Linked DNA regions of Mus musculus: all the other regions are linked to region 2. Evidence: chromatin contacts called from public promoter capture Hi-C data. All regions are on one chromosome and are shown on one strand. The core of a region is the stretch at or near the end of the contact, and the rest is flanking DNA. Distances in the headings are between cores, read along the strand shown. Region 1 overlaps Znrf2 (zinc and ring finger 2). Region 2 overlaps Gars (glycyl-tRNA synthetase). Region 3 overlaps Znrf2 (zinc and ring finger 2).

Region 1 (4,874 bases), core at 2,325-4,824, 230 kb after region 2:
TTGAATATATTTGAAGCTTGAATTATTTCACTTAGCTTCAGGTCTATTTCCTAACTTTGTTGTTTTTGAAAAGCATACTCAAGGTGTGTTTACTGTTCTGCACGTATATAAAAATTCTCACTACAGGAAGATTTCATCAAGGGAAAATAAACATTCACATATACCTAAAAACTTGCCATGCTTTAGGCTGAACCCTTGGAAAAAAAAAATCATCCACCTTGATCAAATGTATATCTTGGGTTCTAAGAATTCCATCTCTCTAATAAATTTCCAAGAACAGAAGAAATGAACAGAAGAAATGTAAAATTTTGTTAATAAAACAACTAAAAACCAATGCCAAAACCTTGATCCTTTCTTGGCTCTACCTTTAAAAACATACATGGCTCTTGCCACCTCTCACTGCCATCTCTGAGCTATACCTCGTCTACAGCCACCACTGACTTGAATTTTTGTCTACTCCCACATGGGGGCCACAGTCCTCTCTTAAAACCCATCAAGGTTCCATCAACTCTCCTCTCAGATCTGGTCTAGGCCACTGTATCACTGTTTAGAGCAAAGCCAAGAATCCCTGACCATGTCACAAGGCATTCCACCCGTGCTCACCACACTACAACTCTGTTCTAGACCAAGATACCTGGAGTAGCCACACCGCGGGGCCTTTCTAACTTCTGTTCCTGGGGACTTAGGTGCCTCTGTCCCAACCTAGAGACTTGCTCCTTTCAAGAATGTCATCAGGTCAACTCAAAAGAGAAACCTCAGACAAGCCTCCATTCCATTATCGCTCCCCTCCATACTCCAACAACCAGCCCAGTTTTTCACTCTTTTAGCTTACTATGCTCACTATTCCTTCCCCAACTGGGTAACGCAGATGCACTTCACAAATGTCAAGCTTCTGCAGACTTTTACAAAGTCTACAGTGTGATCCCTACCGAAAATTCTAAATTCTTCAAAAGAAAACAGTTCAAACGTGACTTCCTTTGTGAAGCATTCTCCCACTCCCACAATAAATACTTAACTAAGCATTTTGCAAGTTGTTACATGGCGCCACAGTCTTCTCAGCTTCTACAGGGGACGAAGCAAGGCCAGCCTCATGTTTGTATTCTTAACGCTACAATACACCTCTTACAGGACTAAGAGTCAAGGTCACTGTCTTCGTTAGGGTTTTACTGCTGTGAACAGACACCATGACCAAGGCAAGTCTTATAAAAAACAACATTTAATTGGGGCTGGCTTACAGGTTCAGAGGTTCAGTCCATTATCATCAAAGAGGGAGCATGACAGTATCCAGGCAGGCATGGCGCAGGAGGAGCAGAGAGTTCTACGTCTTCATGGCTGCTAGTGGAAGACTGACTTCCAGGCAACTAGGGTGAGGATCTTAAGCACACACCCACAGTGACACACCCATTCCAACCAGGTCACACCTATTCCAACAAGGCCACACCTTCAGAGGTGCCACTCCCTGGTCAAAGGATATACAAACCATCACATTCCACTCCCTGGTCCCCATGTTCAAAAACATGAGTCTATGGGGGCCATACTTAAACATAGCATAATGCAAAATGCATTTAGTCCAACTTTCAAAGTCCTCATAGTCTATAGCAGTCTCAACAGTGTTAAAAATCCTAAATTCAAGGTCTCTTCTGAGATTCATTCAACTTAACTGTAATCCCCAAAGCAAGGCAGGAAACCAGCTGGGCAAACTCCAAACTGCATCTCTATGGCTGATGTCAAAGCGGTCTTCAGATCTCCACTCCTTTTTCATCTTTGTTGACTGCAACAAACTGCTTTCTCCTGGGCTGGTTCCACTCCCTGTTATCAGCTTTCCTCAGCATGTATCCCATGGCTCTGACATCTTTAACATCTTTGAGTCTCCAAGGCAATTTCAATATTACAGCTTCTTGTTTCAGTGTCTGGGATTCCACTTGATCTTTTGGACTCCTCCTAAGGGCTGGCATCACTTTTCCAGCTCTGCCCTCTGTAGCACTCTAAGCTCAGGTTGATTCACTCCACTATGGCTGCTGTTCTTGGTGATCATCCCATGGTACTGACATCTCCAATACACTGGGGTGTTCCACTCCAACTAGGCTTCACCAATAGCCTCTCATAGGCTCTCTTCAGGGTGCCAAGCCTCAAATCCTTTGTATGACCCCTTCAGTCCTGGGCCATCAACTACAGCTGAGGCTTCACCTTCACCTCTGTAGATTGACCTTGAATGCAGAGATCAGCATGCCTGTCTCATGGGATTAAAGGTATGTACCACCATACCTGGATCTAAATTTAGCTGGGTAGGATCTTGCCCCAAGGTCCTATTCCCTTAATCTTTTATCTCCTAGAACACAAGATTTTGCTCCATTTCACTTCCTGGCACCCCTTTAATACTCGAACCATATATTTTATATTTTTCCTTTCTAAGCTTGCTATGCTTGTTCAAACTTCTCTTCATTAAGACTTAACCAGAGAACAAAGTCTCTGCTGGGCTTTTTTGAAACTTCTTTTGTCAATGCAATTAATCCAAGTCTCTTCACTTAGCCTCAGGCAAACTTTTCAGACAAGGGCAAAAAGTAGCCACATTCTTCACCAAAATACCACAAAACCAGTCTTTATGCCACATTCTGAAATTCTTCTCCTTTGAAATCTCTTGGGCCAGGTCAACACAGTTCAAATCACTCCCAGCAACAAAATCTTCCATATTCCTACTAGGATGACCCATTAAGCCCCATTTAAAGCATTCCACTGCTTTCCAAATCCAAAGTCCCAAAATCCACATTCTTTCAAATAAAAGCATGGTCAGGCCTAGCATAGCAATACCCCACTCCTGGTACCAACTTCTGTCTTAGTTAGGGTTTTACTGCTGTGAACAGACACCATGACCAAGGCAAGTCTTATAAAAAACAACATTTAATTGGGGCTGGCTTACAGGTTCAGAGGTTCAGTCCATTATCATCAAAGAGGGAGCATGGCAGTATCCAGGCAGGCATGGTGCAGGAGGAGCTGAGAGTTCTATGTCTTCATCCAAAGGCTGCTAGTGGAAGACTGACTTCCAGGCCTTCCAGGCAACTAGGGTGAGGATCTTAAGCACACACCCACAGTGACACACCCATTCCAACCAGGTCACACCTATTCCAACAAGCCACACCTTCAGATGGTGCCACTCCCTGGTCCAAGGATATACAAACCATCACAATCACTTATTACACCTGCCACATAAATGACCACACTTTTAGAAAGTGAGGTTAAGTTAAGTTATATGTTAAGCTGATCAATTTAAGTCTATACTCAATGTGATAAACAGATTTTAGAATAACCACTTTTAATTCCCACTTTCTAGTGTTTAAACCTTTCCCTCCCCCTTGAGTGTAGCCCAGGCCTAGATACACTAAATGATATGGTAAAGGTGATGCACTCAGCCTGAGATAGAATAAATATGGTCTCCTCTGTTAGGACTAAAGCTAACAAGCCACTACGGAAGTCAGTAGGAAAGTTCCTCAGAACACTAAAAATAGAACTGCCCTATGAACCAGCAACACTGCCCTTGGGAACATACCCAAACAAATCTAAGTCAGTGTATCCCAGGGATAAACTGCACATCCACGTTCCCAGTGACCTTGTTCAAGATTGCTAAGTCATAGAACTAGTCGAGGACTCCTTCAATAAATGAGTAAAATATGACTTAATGCACCGACAGTGGGGTTGGTTCTCTCAGCCATAAAGAATGCAACTAGGAGGCTGGAGATAGGAGCCAGTGGTTAAGAGCACTTGTTCCTCTTGCAGAGGGGTTCAGGTCCTAATATCCACACCACAGCTCCCAACTTCTGGCTCACAATTTTGAATTTCAGGGGATCTGACATCCTCTTATGAATTCCTTATGCAGCAGGCACAAACATGTGCAAGACATACGAGCAATCAAAATACTCACATTCATGAAATAAAATCTTTTAAAGTGACATATCATTTTCAGAAAATGGGCAGAAATGGAGAGTAATTGTTAAATGAAGTAAGCCAGATTTAACATGAATACTTCATGGTTTTGAAATCCAGATTTTAAAAGAGGATGAAACTATTTGGGAGGATGAATGAGACAGGACAGGAGAGGTTGATGGCAGAGTGAATAGGACCAAAGTAAACAATGTATGACAATGTCACCTGCCAGGCAGTGGTGGCGCACGCCTTTAATCCCAGCACTAGGGAGCAGACAGGCAGATCTCTTGTGAGTTCAAGGCCAGCCTGGTCTACAGAGTGAGTTCCAGGACAGCTGGGGATACACAGAGAAACCCTGTCTCAAAAACCAACCAAACAAACAAAAGCAAAAAGAGGAGGAGGAAGAGGGAAGGAGGGAGAGAAGGAAAGAAAGGAGAGAGGAAAGGAAATGTCACACCAAAACACATTATTCTACAATGCCTCCACTAAGAATTAGGAGTGGGGAGAAGAGTCAGGCACTGTGAACCTAACCACCACAAAGAAATAAATTATGCTAATCCACCTGAAGGAATCTGCAGGCAGATCCTCCTCAGGTGAGAGCAAGCAACAGCCCCAGTGCCCACACCAACACCCTGGCCCACTAAGCTGTGCCCAGACTCCTGACCTACAGATATTGATGAACATGTACTGCATCAAATAGCTGTATTTCTAATACTCTACTAACAAGCAACATAGGACTCTTACAACATAGAAGGTTTTTTCTGAACCTTTTGTTAACACAAAGTACCATGGTTTCTCCAATTTCTAAACATGTTAATGTTTAGAAACGGTTCAGAACCTACAGAATTTGAACAAACTTGCATTTAAAAATGCTTAGGAGTATTTATATAAGAAAGTAAATCCAAAAAATGTCTTTGCTACATAAAGCAGTCGATGAACTCTTTCCTCTCAGCCCA
Region 2 (4,349 bases), core at 267-2,766:
GCACAAGATCAAGTACTATCCACAGCTTCGTCCCACCACTGCTCCAACCACACTAAGTGCAGGTCACCAGCCCAACATATGACCAGGAAAAATCCACTAACAAGGACGAGGTCTGCCTGGGGAAAAACGGCTGACTCCAGGTCTGAGACATGAAGCAAACAGAATGAGCCTAAAAGTATCCTGTCATATCAGTGAGCAAGGAAGTTACCGAAGAGTGCTAAGGTGTACTGAGAGACTCAGTGGACACTCCTGCAGCTCAAACGAGACAGTCCAACCATCAGCAATAGCTACCACTAAAGGAGAAGTATCAGTCTTTAATTCCTAAATCAGAACTGAGAACAGCACAAAACCGTGCAGACAGGTGGGATCTCACTGCGTCCATTTGGACTTTATGAAAATGATGGCCCGTGCACTTTTAGATGGATAGTAAGGATCCGACACATCGTTTAAAGCAAGATAGAGGCATGGGTCAAAGATGGAGTCTCCATTTTCTTTATGGCTGAAAAGGGAACTTTCCCATTTTCTTCAGTCAAAAGAAACAGCAGAGGACAAAGTCATTTTGGAATGCTTGTCATCCAGTGGGCCTGGGCCATTTGCACAGTGACGGCCCCATGAAGACGAGCGAGCACGTACCAAGTGTCTAAGCTCTAGTGATGACACAGTCAGAGATGAACAAGCAGGGCCATGTGAATAGTGACAAGATTTTTTTCTCTAACATTTATTTTATTTTTTACAATAAAAAGTTTTAAAGCTGACTTTACGAATCTGTAAATGCAGACAAAGGTCAACAAAGCTTGGGGGTGAGGGGAAGCAAGGGAAGTAAGCAGTCCCAGTTGAGACCACACAGACAGACAGGGAAACAAGGAAGCAAGCATCAGTGGCTGAGTCCACACAAGGAAAGAAAGAACTCTTCCTATGGATGAGTGAATCTGCGCTTCAGAGACGCTCCCACAGTCCCACAGTGGCACTGGAATCACGGCATGAACTAGTATGGCTTTGCCATGACATGGCTCCATACCAGCTGGGCTTTGAGCCATGAGGCTAGAGGTCATTTCTGAGAACTGTGTCAGCTGCCATCCTCACTCTTCACTGAGGTTTTATATATAACAACTGCAACAAAAATCACTGTCCTGAATACGAAAGTCTAGTGTTCAAACTGCAATCACAGGTCCTCAGGTCTCAAAGTTTACTTTACTTGGAAATGAAAGCAACAGGTAAGATCAAAGACACACTCCAAGGCATATATATGACTATATGCCTTGGAGTTAGTAATGCTGAACGGAAAACAAGAAATCAGAGGGGGAAAGGCAGGCATAGTGGTGCACAGCTTTAATCCCAGTAGGCAGAGGCAGGACAGCCTGGTCTACATAGTGAGCCAGGACAGCCAGAGCTATGTAGTGAAACCCTGTCTCCAAAAACAAAAAATAAAATAAATCAACGACAATTAGTGGCATCTCTCACTTCCCTTTAATAAACATGAAGCCTTGGAAAAGGAAGGAAATAGAAGGAACCCATGAGACTGAGGCCACAGGCCACAGGTCCACTCCCAGCGCTGGAAAGAGCTGCAACTGTAGTAGAAGTATAATTAAAAAAAATAATAATAACAACTTTCTAAACTTAACAGCATTAGTGTGACAAGCTTCAGGCAAGTGACAAACTAAACATCACAGGGACTGACACTGCTAGATGGGTAAGCAAGCAGACTAACAAAGTGTTTAAATAAAGAAGAAAATTTTACATCTGATGTTGGAAGGCAAAACTAATTATCAGAGAAGAATGTACATGCTTAAAAGAAAAATAGGCTAAGGGTAGCAAAGAGTCTAGCAATTTCCATGAAAGAAAAGCAAAATGTTAAAAATCAGCATGGTGGCGAAGGCTGATGAGGAATGCCAATTCAAAAAGATTTAAAAACAAACAAACAAAACAAAATAACCCAAAGTGGGTAGGTGGGACAGTTCAGTGGGAAAGGGTATTCAGCACCAAGCCTGACGGCCTGAGTTCAAACCCAGGGATCTATGCAGAGGAAGGAGAGTGCCAACCTGACTCCCTATAGCTGTTGTCTGGCCTCCACCCTAGACCACAGCAGGGGCCACTCCTTCTCTCACAAGGTAAATAAGTAAACTTGACAAAACCAAAACAAGCCAGCAAATGTGAGAGTTCTCTACCCAGTTTTAGACAGACCAATGGGCTTTAGAGCTAGGCATGAATGCTATGCTTGTAATCCCAACAACTGAGAGGCTGAGGCAGGGGGATCACATCAAGCTGGTGGCCAGCTTGTGCTAGTCATGAGGTCTAGACTACTTTGGGCTAGACAGAGACTTCGATGAAAAGACACAGGAAGAAAAGTAGGACCACAACTGTTTGTCGTTAGCCACAGAAGAAAACGTGAGGTATGCTCCATGACTGACACAGTGTAAGAAAAACTGTAAATGCATTTTGCTCAGGCAGAACTCCAGACAGGCGTGGGTTGTTCTGATGTGTCTCCCGACTGCTCACCTGGGCCAAGACACTTTCCATCTCTGACTTCTTCTCAGCAGAGCACTTCTTATCTGACATCAGTTTCTGTAAATGAGCTAGAACAACAGTGCTGGTAAGCGACAGTTTCCAGCAAGGAAGGAGGGCACATTCTGAGCGCCAATGCTGGGCAATGAAGACAAATACAAACTATATATTTGGGATAGGGGTGGGGAGAGGCTGGAGAGATGGCTCAGCAGGTAAGAGCACTGACTGCTCTACTGAAGGTCCTGAGTTCAATTCCCAGCAACCACATGGTAGCTCACAGCCACCCATAATGAGATCTGACGCCCTCTTAAGGGGAATCTGAAGACAGCTACAGTGTACTTAATTATAATATTAAATAAATCTTTAAATATATATTATATAAATAAAATTTATATATTATATATGAATATATTATTTATTTATTTTATGTGTATATGAGTACACTACTGCTCTCTTCAGACACCAGAAGAGGGCATCAGATCCCATTACAGATGGTCATGAGCCACCCTGTAGTTGCCGAGAATTGAATTCAGGACCTTTGAAAGAGCAGCCAGTGCTCTTACCCGCTGAGCCATCTCTCCAGGACCCGAAGCTAATGTTCTTATCTTCTACTTGTTCACTGACACTTTCGCAGGGAGGTCTTGATGTTACCTAGGTAGAAAACCTCGTGCTGATGATGGAATCCAGGACTCTAAACATGCTAAGCAGTCTACCACTGAACTACAGTCCCGGCCCATAATAATGTCTTGATCACTTGCTGATTAGAAAAATTACTACCTGAATATAACTAATCTGTAGGTGACTCTGTAACATAAGCTTGAAACGTATGTTTAGTCTGAATATGTTAAAACAAGCCAATTTTTAAAAAACAGAAAAACTTGAGAAATAAGTCCAACCTTGTTTTGATGAAGTACAAGAAAGATGCAGACGCATACCTTTCAACAGGTGGTCTGCTCGGAAGCACTCTCCGTTCTTCACGTCCTTCACCATGAAGTCAGCAAATTTGTCTACGTGGCCAGAGGTCCTAAGTGAACAAGCAAACCAACAAGTGAACACACACTTCTAGTTACTTCAAATGATGTTCTGCTGGGACACACAAGTGAAAGGATGTCTTGCTAGAGCAAGCACGTGAAAGACTGTTCTCCTGAAGCAGACATGTGAGAGGACACTTGATAAATATGACCCCACAGACAGTGGGGGATGAGTGCTGAGCCTCGGTTTGCTCCACCTTTCTAGTCTCTGCTCACCACAGGCATGTATTGGTTCACCTTAAGTTGTGTTGTCGAGCTCAACTTGTGCTAACTCTGCCATTGAGAGAAACTTGCCCAAGAACTGCTCCTGAGACCCCCACAGCAGCTTTTAGCTTCTGCAGCCTCATCTCAGGCCAGCTGGGGAGCCTGGTGGTTTCTCCAGGATTGAGCTACAGCTGCCTGGTGTCTGCTTGCTCAAAGGACTGGACCAAAGCTGTTGGTTAGAGCCTGTTGTCTGCCTGCCTAGAGGACTGGTCTGCAGCTGCTGAGCCATATTTGGTGTCTGCTATGCGACTGAACTGCTGAGAAAGAAGAGCAAGCTCACCCTAAACAACTACTGCTGAACAGGTCCACTTCCCCCACATCCTAAAGACTTTTCTCTTCCACTACCTCTGCTGGGTGGTAGGGTAGAGGAGAGGGTGAACCCTTATTAAAAGTACGTACAAAAAATCTATGCTTACAAGTATGTTTATCTAGAGTTTAGATTCATGCATATCAAGATGGAAACTACATCTAAAGTAACAATATATGGCAGACAGAGACACATGCCCTGAGAAAACTTTCTTCTACCCTCTCAAGTATTTCTTGCCCAGGAAA
Region 3 (4,587 bases), core at 107-2,606, 170 kb after region 2:
TCCAGACTTGATAGGCCATGAAGACAAAAGCCACTGCATATAAACCTTAGCACTGTGGCTGGGGCTTGTCTGAAACCCAGCCTGATGGGACACTGAGCAGGTCATGGGGAGGAGTGCCCTTCAACACTGCATCACTGCAGGCTTGGTCTCATTTGCAGCTGTTACACAGTAGCACTTAGGATGCCAGAAACGGGGTTTCTATATGCCAGCTGCACACATCATCTGCCACAGATCTGACTCTTCTATTTCCAACATAAAACTCTGTTGTCATGTTCAGCGGCATTTCCACCATTTCTATCTGAAATGTAGGTATGATTCAACTTGTAACCATTTTATCAATCATCTAAGTTTACTTTAAATTTGACTGAGTGTACCTAAGTGTACCATATGTGTACACGAGCTCCTGAATGTCAGGAGGGAAGGTGTCAGAGCCTCTACAGCTGGGATTACAGGAGGCCTGAGCCACCACGTGAGTGCTGGAAACAGAAGCCAGGCTCTCTGCTGCTGAGCCATCTCTGAGTACTCCTTAAGCATATTTTGGGGAGATGGAGGGAAAAAGGATATATTGTAAGCAAAAAGAAAGTTCTTATAAAAAGGTAAAAAAAAATTCCTCATTTTTTCCCCTACTTCCTTAGACTTTGAATTTCACATGTACTGCAGAGACAACCTAGAATTTTTTTCCAGTTCCTCTTCACTAAACTTTAATTATGGAAATAGAGAGATGCATTCTTCTTTTTTTTTAAAAAATTATTTTTAATCCTTTTTCTATGGTCCAATCGTTATCCCCCTTCCGTCCGAGGTCTGTCCTCAGTTCCTCATCCCATTCCTCACCTCCTTACCCTCCCCACTTCCTGGGGCCTCAAGCCTCTCAGGGGTTAGGTGAGTCTTTTCTCACTGTGGCCAGACCAGGTACTTCTCTGCTGTATTTGTGTCGGGGGCCTCATACCAGCTGGTGTATGCTGCCTGGGACAACCTAGAATTTTTATTTTCAACTTACAAAAGGGGATTCAACTGCTTTTTTTGTATCGGTAACTAATTGATCACAGCACCATTTACCAAAAGCTTACTCAGTCTACAACACTGTTACAGTACCTCTAGTCAAATGCTTTCATTTACTTAACATTTATTTATTAGTGCTAACATTTCCCAAATTTTAACGCATTTAAATCCTCATAACTAAATAAGTCTGTACTATTATTCTTATGTTAAACATTCAGAGACAAGGCAGTAAAGCCAGTCTAAGATCATACAGTGAGCCCATCAGTGGAGGACCGGCAGTGCTGACTGCAGCTTACATGTCCCCCAGTCCCATGCTGTGGGCTCCCCATGCGGCTCATGTGCGCATGGACTCACTTCTGTCCTTGTTTTATTTCCACATCTCTTAGGACATGTGCCAACAGTATTACTCTTCAGGAGTATGCTCACTGCTCTTTTTGGCCCTTCACTTTTAGTCCACATATATTTTTAGAAACACTGTGTCCAGTTACAAGAAACTAAGAGTTGATTGGGGCAGCATTAACTATACAGATTAATTTGGGTATAATTATTATTTTTTATAATACTAAGTCTTAATCTTAGATACCTTATGTTTCAATAACTGTTGGATAAATATACAAGCATATACATTCATCAGACTCAATCACTGGGTAGGGATGCAGCTTAGTGGTAAAGAACAGCTTGGCACCTGTAAGACCCCAAGTTCTATCTCCAGCACTGACAAGTAAAAGCAGGCGTGGAAAGTATGGAAGTCAGGCACAGTGACACACACCCCAAATCACTCGCTCTCAGGAGGGGAGGACACAGCTGTGAGGGAAGCCCGGGCTGCAAGGACATTTTGAAGCTATCCTATGCTATACCGTTAGATTCTATCTGCAAAACTAAAGTCAAAACTTGGCAAGCCGCGACTGTTCAACTTTTTTATATCTTAACTCATTTATTTTTTAGTCAGGAATTTTTAAAAATAATCAAGATAGCTTATATCAAGCGAGATAAGCAAGAAGAGTTTTCCGTATTTAACACTGCATAGTCACTCTAGTCTAGGCAGTGCTCCCCGTGTTGGTTGACTTCATGAGATTTTAGCACTCATTGTTTATTTAGTTATCAATTGCCTAGATATATGGCTCTTTCCCCTTTTAACTCTGCATTCATCTGTACCTTTAAAGCATGTTTCTTATCAATATCACATTCTACTATTTCACCACCTGTAGTTTATTCTTACAGATATAATGACTGCTTGGCTTGGATTGGATTTTTGTGTCTCCGTTTTGTCTTGTTCACTCTGCTTTCTCCATGTTGCAACAGCCCCCACTTTTAAGTAAACCTCCACTTTATTCTTCCCCTTGGTTCCAATGCTACAACTTCCTATTTTTCTTTTAAAATTTAAATATATTTTATCACTTCTTTTAATTATGAGTATGCATGTAGGTATGTGCATGTGAGTACTAGTGCCCTCTGGGGCCAGAGGTGTTGGGTCCTTCCACCTATAGCCTCTCCCAAGGCCGGAGTTGCAGGTGCTTGTGAGGTCCTTGACATGGGTCCTGGGAATTAAAATGACCAAGATGTGCTCTCAATCCCTGAGCCAACTCTCTAGGCCTTAATTTTCTATTCTCTTTGCAGTTAAATAGTGGTTGTTTTTGCAACAGAGTCTCACTGCTAGGCCTGGAACTCAGCATGTAGACCAGGCTGGCAGAGAACTCAGAGACCCACCTGCCTCATCCTCTTGAGTGCTGGAACTGAACAAGAGCCTTGCCATACCTGGCTTTGTTTTTCAAGCTAATATTGGTCCTATATTACTCTGAAGCAAGAAAAATGTATGTACAACAAGCTGGGATCTCAGCTTGCCATTTGGTTGAAATACAAACCTGGAGACAGTCCAACTGTCTTATTTCCCAGTTGTAATTTGAAGTGGCTGCTACACAGACACCTGCTGACCAAGCTGAAAAACACTTGCAGAACACTAAGTGGCTTAAAAATGGCAGCCACTTAGGTACAACAGATGCATGTTCAAATTTGATCTGAGCAGAGGAGAGAAAGGGAGGTGGAGCATTATTAAGATCCTAAGTTGAACAGAAGAGTTTGCATGAAGAAGAAACCTTTTAGCCCTAACTACAATGCTTGAACTAAGAAAATAATCATTTTACTGTGATATCAACTTAGTTAAAGGCCTACCACGCTTACCCTTTATGATATATACACAGGCAAGGCAGCCGTGCTATGGTGTCCCCCTGCTGCAGTTCTTCAAGGCATATTGCACATTCCCCCGTATCTTTACTCAGCACATCCTCTGTGGAGAGAGAAAGAACTCAGTACAGCAAAACTAGCCATCAAACTGAAAAATCAAAAGACAAAACCTCAACCCACCAATGAATGGCATACTACACCTCCCCAACTGCATAAAACTCAGCACCTACACCTGAAGTCCTGCTGACGATGACTGAGTGCTCTTCACTTCTCCTTCTGGACATCTTACACTCCCGGTCCACAGAGGCATAAATAAGAGTAAGCACGGACACACTACCATAGCTCTCAACTTGCACAAGATTCTGATCCAAAGTCAACAACTCAGTTATGTGTAATTTGAAATTCATAATCTTTCCCCATGTGTCAACATTAGTTTAGTGTCTAAGACAGTTCGAAAAAATTTAGTGTAGTATGGCTAAGAAGACATGAATATAAAATAACCATTCTAAGTTTTTTTGTTTTTTAATTAAAGAAAACAAAAAGAAACAATGCCCTACAGGAAACTGCTAAAAAAGCTGCTTATCTTAAAAAAAAAAAAAAAAGCAGATAACAAAAGAAGAGAAACTCTTCATAGCCTTTCCCATCAACAATGGCATGGCAAACCCAGACAGCGATCTAAGTGGTTTCCAGACAGTGCTGAAGGAACTGTAAAAACTCCACGATGCTTACCAACACAAGGGAAAACCAGATGTTCCTTTAAAAAAATTCAGAAATTGTAATTTAAGCCCCACTACTGTTCTATGTATGTATGTATGTATGTATGAATGAGACAGGGTCTTACTATGTAGCCATGGCTGGCCCAGAGTCACTATGTACACCAGGCTGGCTTCAAATGCATAGAGACCACCCCCCCACCCCCCCCCCCCCCCCGCCTCTGCCTCCTGAGAACAGGGAATGAAAGTATACACCACTACTCCAGCTTAATGTTCTATATTAATGTTTAAAGGAACCCTGGTTGAACTTGCATGTTACATATCCTTTGTGTTCCGCTGAAAACCGAGCCGGGCATGGTGGCGCACGTCTTTAATCCCAGCACACAGGAGGCAGAGGTAGGAGGATTTCTGAGTTCGAGGCCAGCCTGGTCTACAAAGTGAGTTCCAGGACAGCCAGGGCTATACAGAGAAACCCTGTCTCGAAAAACCAAAAAAAAAAAAAAAAAAAACCGAAAAAAACCAAACTAAAATAAAACAAAAAACCGCTGAAAACCTAAAGCATGCCATCACTGTAGAGTATGAATAGAAACTTTAGAGACTATGTAGCTCCCCTCAATGATTCATTCTGATGCAGCAGACTGATGGAGAATACAAGCCTGGTAATGAACAACTTTCTCAGCACAAGCTAAGACAG

Evidence for each region. Capture Hi-C pulls out chosen DNA fragments and counts their contacts.
Region 1: a promoter capture Hi-C map of adipose tissue shows a contact between it and region 2. The contact joins two enhancer-like sites. A contact is called at or near these places in 14 of 39 promoter capture datasets (the 3T3-L1 cell line, 3T3-L1-derived adipocytes, the C10 cell line and 8 more), 4 of 484 Hi-C or Micro-C datasets (CD8 T cells, the G1E-ER4 cell line, embryonic fibroblasts and 1 more), 6 of 115 datasets of contacts at active chromatin or transcription factors (the SCID.adh cell line, T-cell acute lymphoblastic leukemia, bone marrow-derived macrophages and 3 more) and 3 of 9 other capture datasets (adipose tissue, liver and pancreatic islet).
Region 3: a promoter capture Hi-C map of adipose tissue shows a contact between it and region 2. The contact joins two enhancer-like sites. A contact is called at or near these places in 2 of 9 other capture datasets (adipose tissue and liver).

Annotation. Positions count from the first base shown.
Region 1 is chr6:54,821,266-54,826,139 of GRCm38.p6, reverse strand. All of the region lies in intron 1 of Znrf2 (zinc and ring finger 2), which reads right to left. Among named protein-coding and RNA genes, the nearest start is that of Znrf2, 6.8 kb to the right of the region's middle. Within about 2 kb of position 3,574, at least 9 of the 459 cell types and tissues checked have an H3K27ac peak or open chromatin away from gene starts, as enhancers often do. A contact at or near this core is called in adipose tissue, where this site is marked.
Region 2 is chr6:55,051,353-55,055,701 of GRCm38.p6, reverse strand. It overlaps Gars (glycyl-tRNA synthetase), which reads right to left. Exons shown (of 17, transcript NM_180678.3): 5 at 3,438-3,526; 6 at 2,497-2,573. Among named protein-coding and RNA genes, the nearest start is that of Gars, 16 kb to the right of the region's middle. Within about 2 kb of position 1,516, at least 11 of the 459 cell types and tissues checked have an H3K27ac peak or open chromatin away from gene starts, as enhancers often do. A contact at or near this core is called in adipose tissue, where this site is marked.
Region 3 is chr6:54,877,045-54,881,631 of GRCm38.p6, reverse strand. Znrf2 (zinc and ring finger 2) reads right to left here. Exons shown (of 5, transcript NM_199143.2): 3 at 3,178-3,283. Among named protein-coding and RNA genes, the nearest start is that of Znrf2, 62 kb to the right of the region's middle. Within about 2 kb of position 1,356, at least 9 of the 459 cell types and tissues checked have an H3K27ac peak or open chromatin away from gene starts, as enhancers often do. A contact at or near this core is called in adipose tissue, where this site is marked.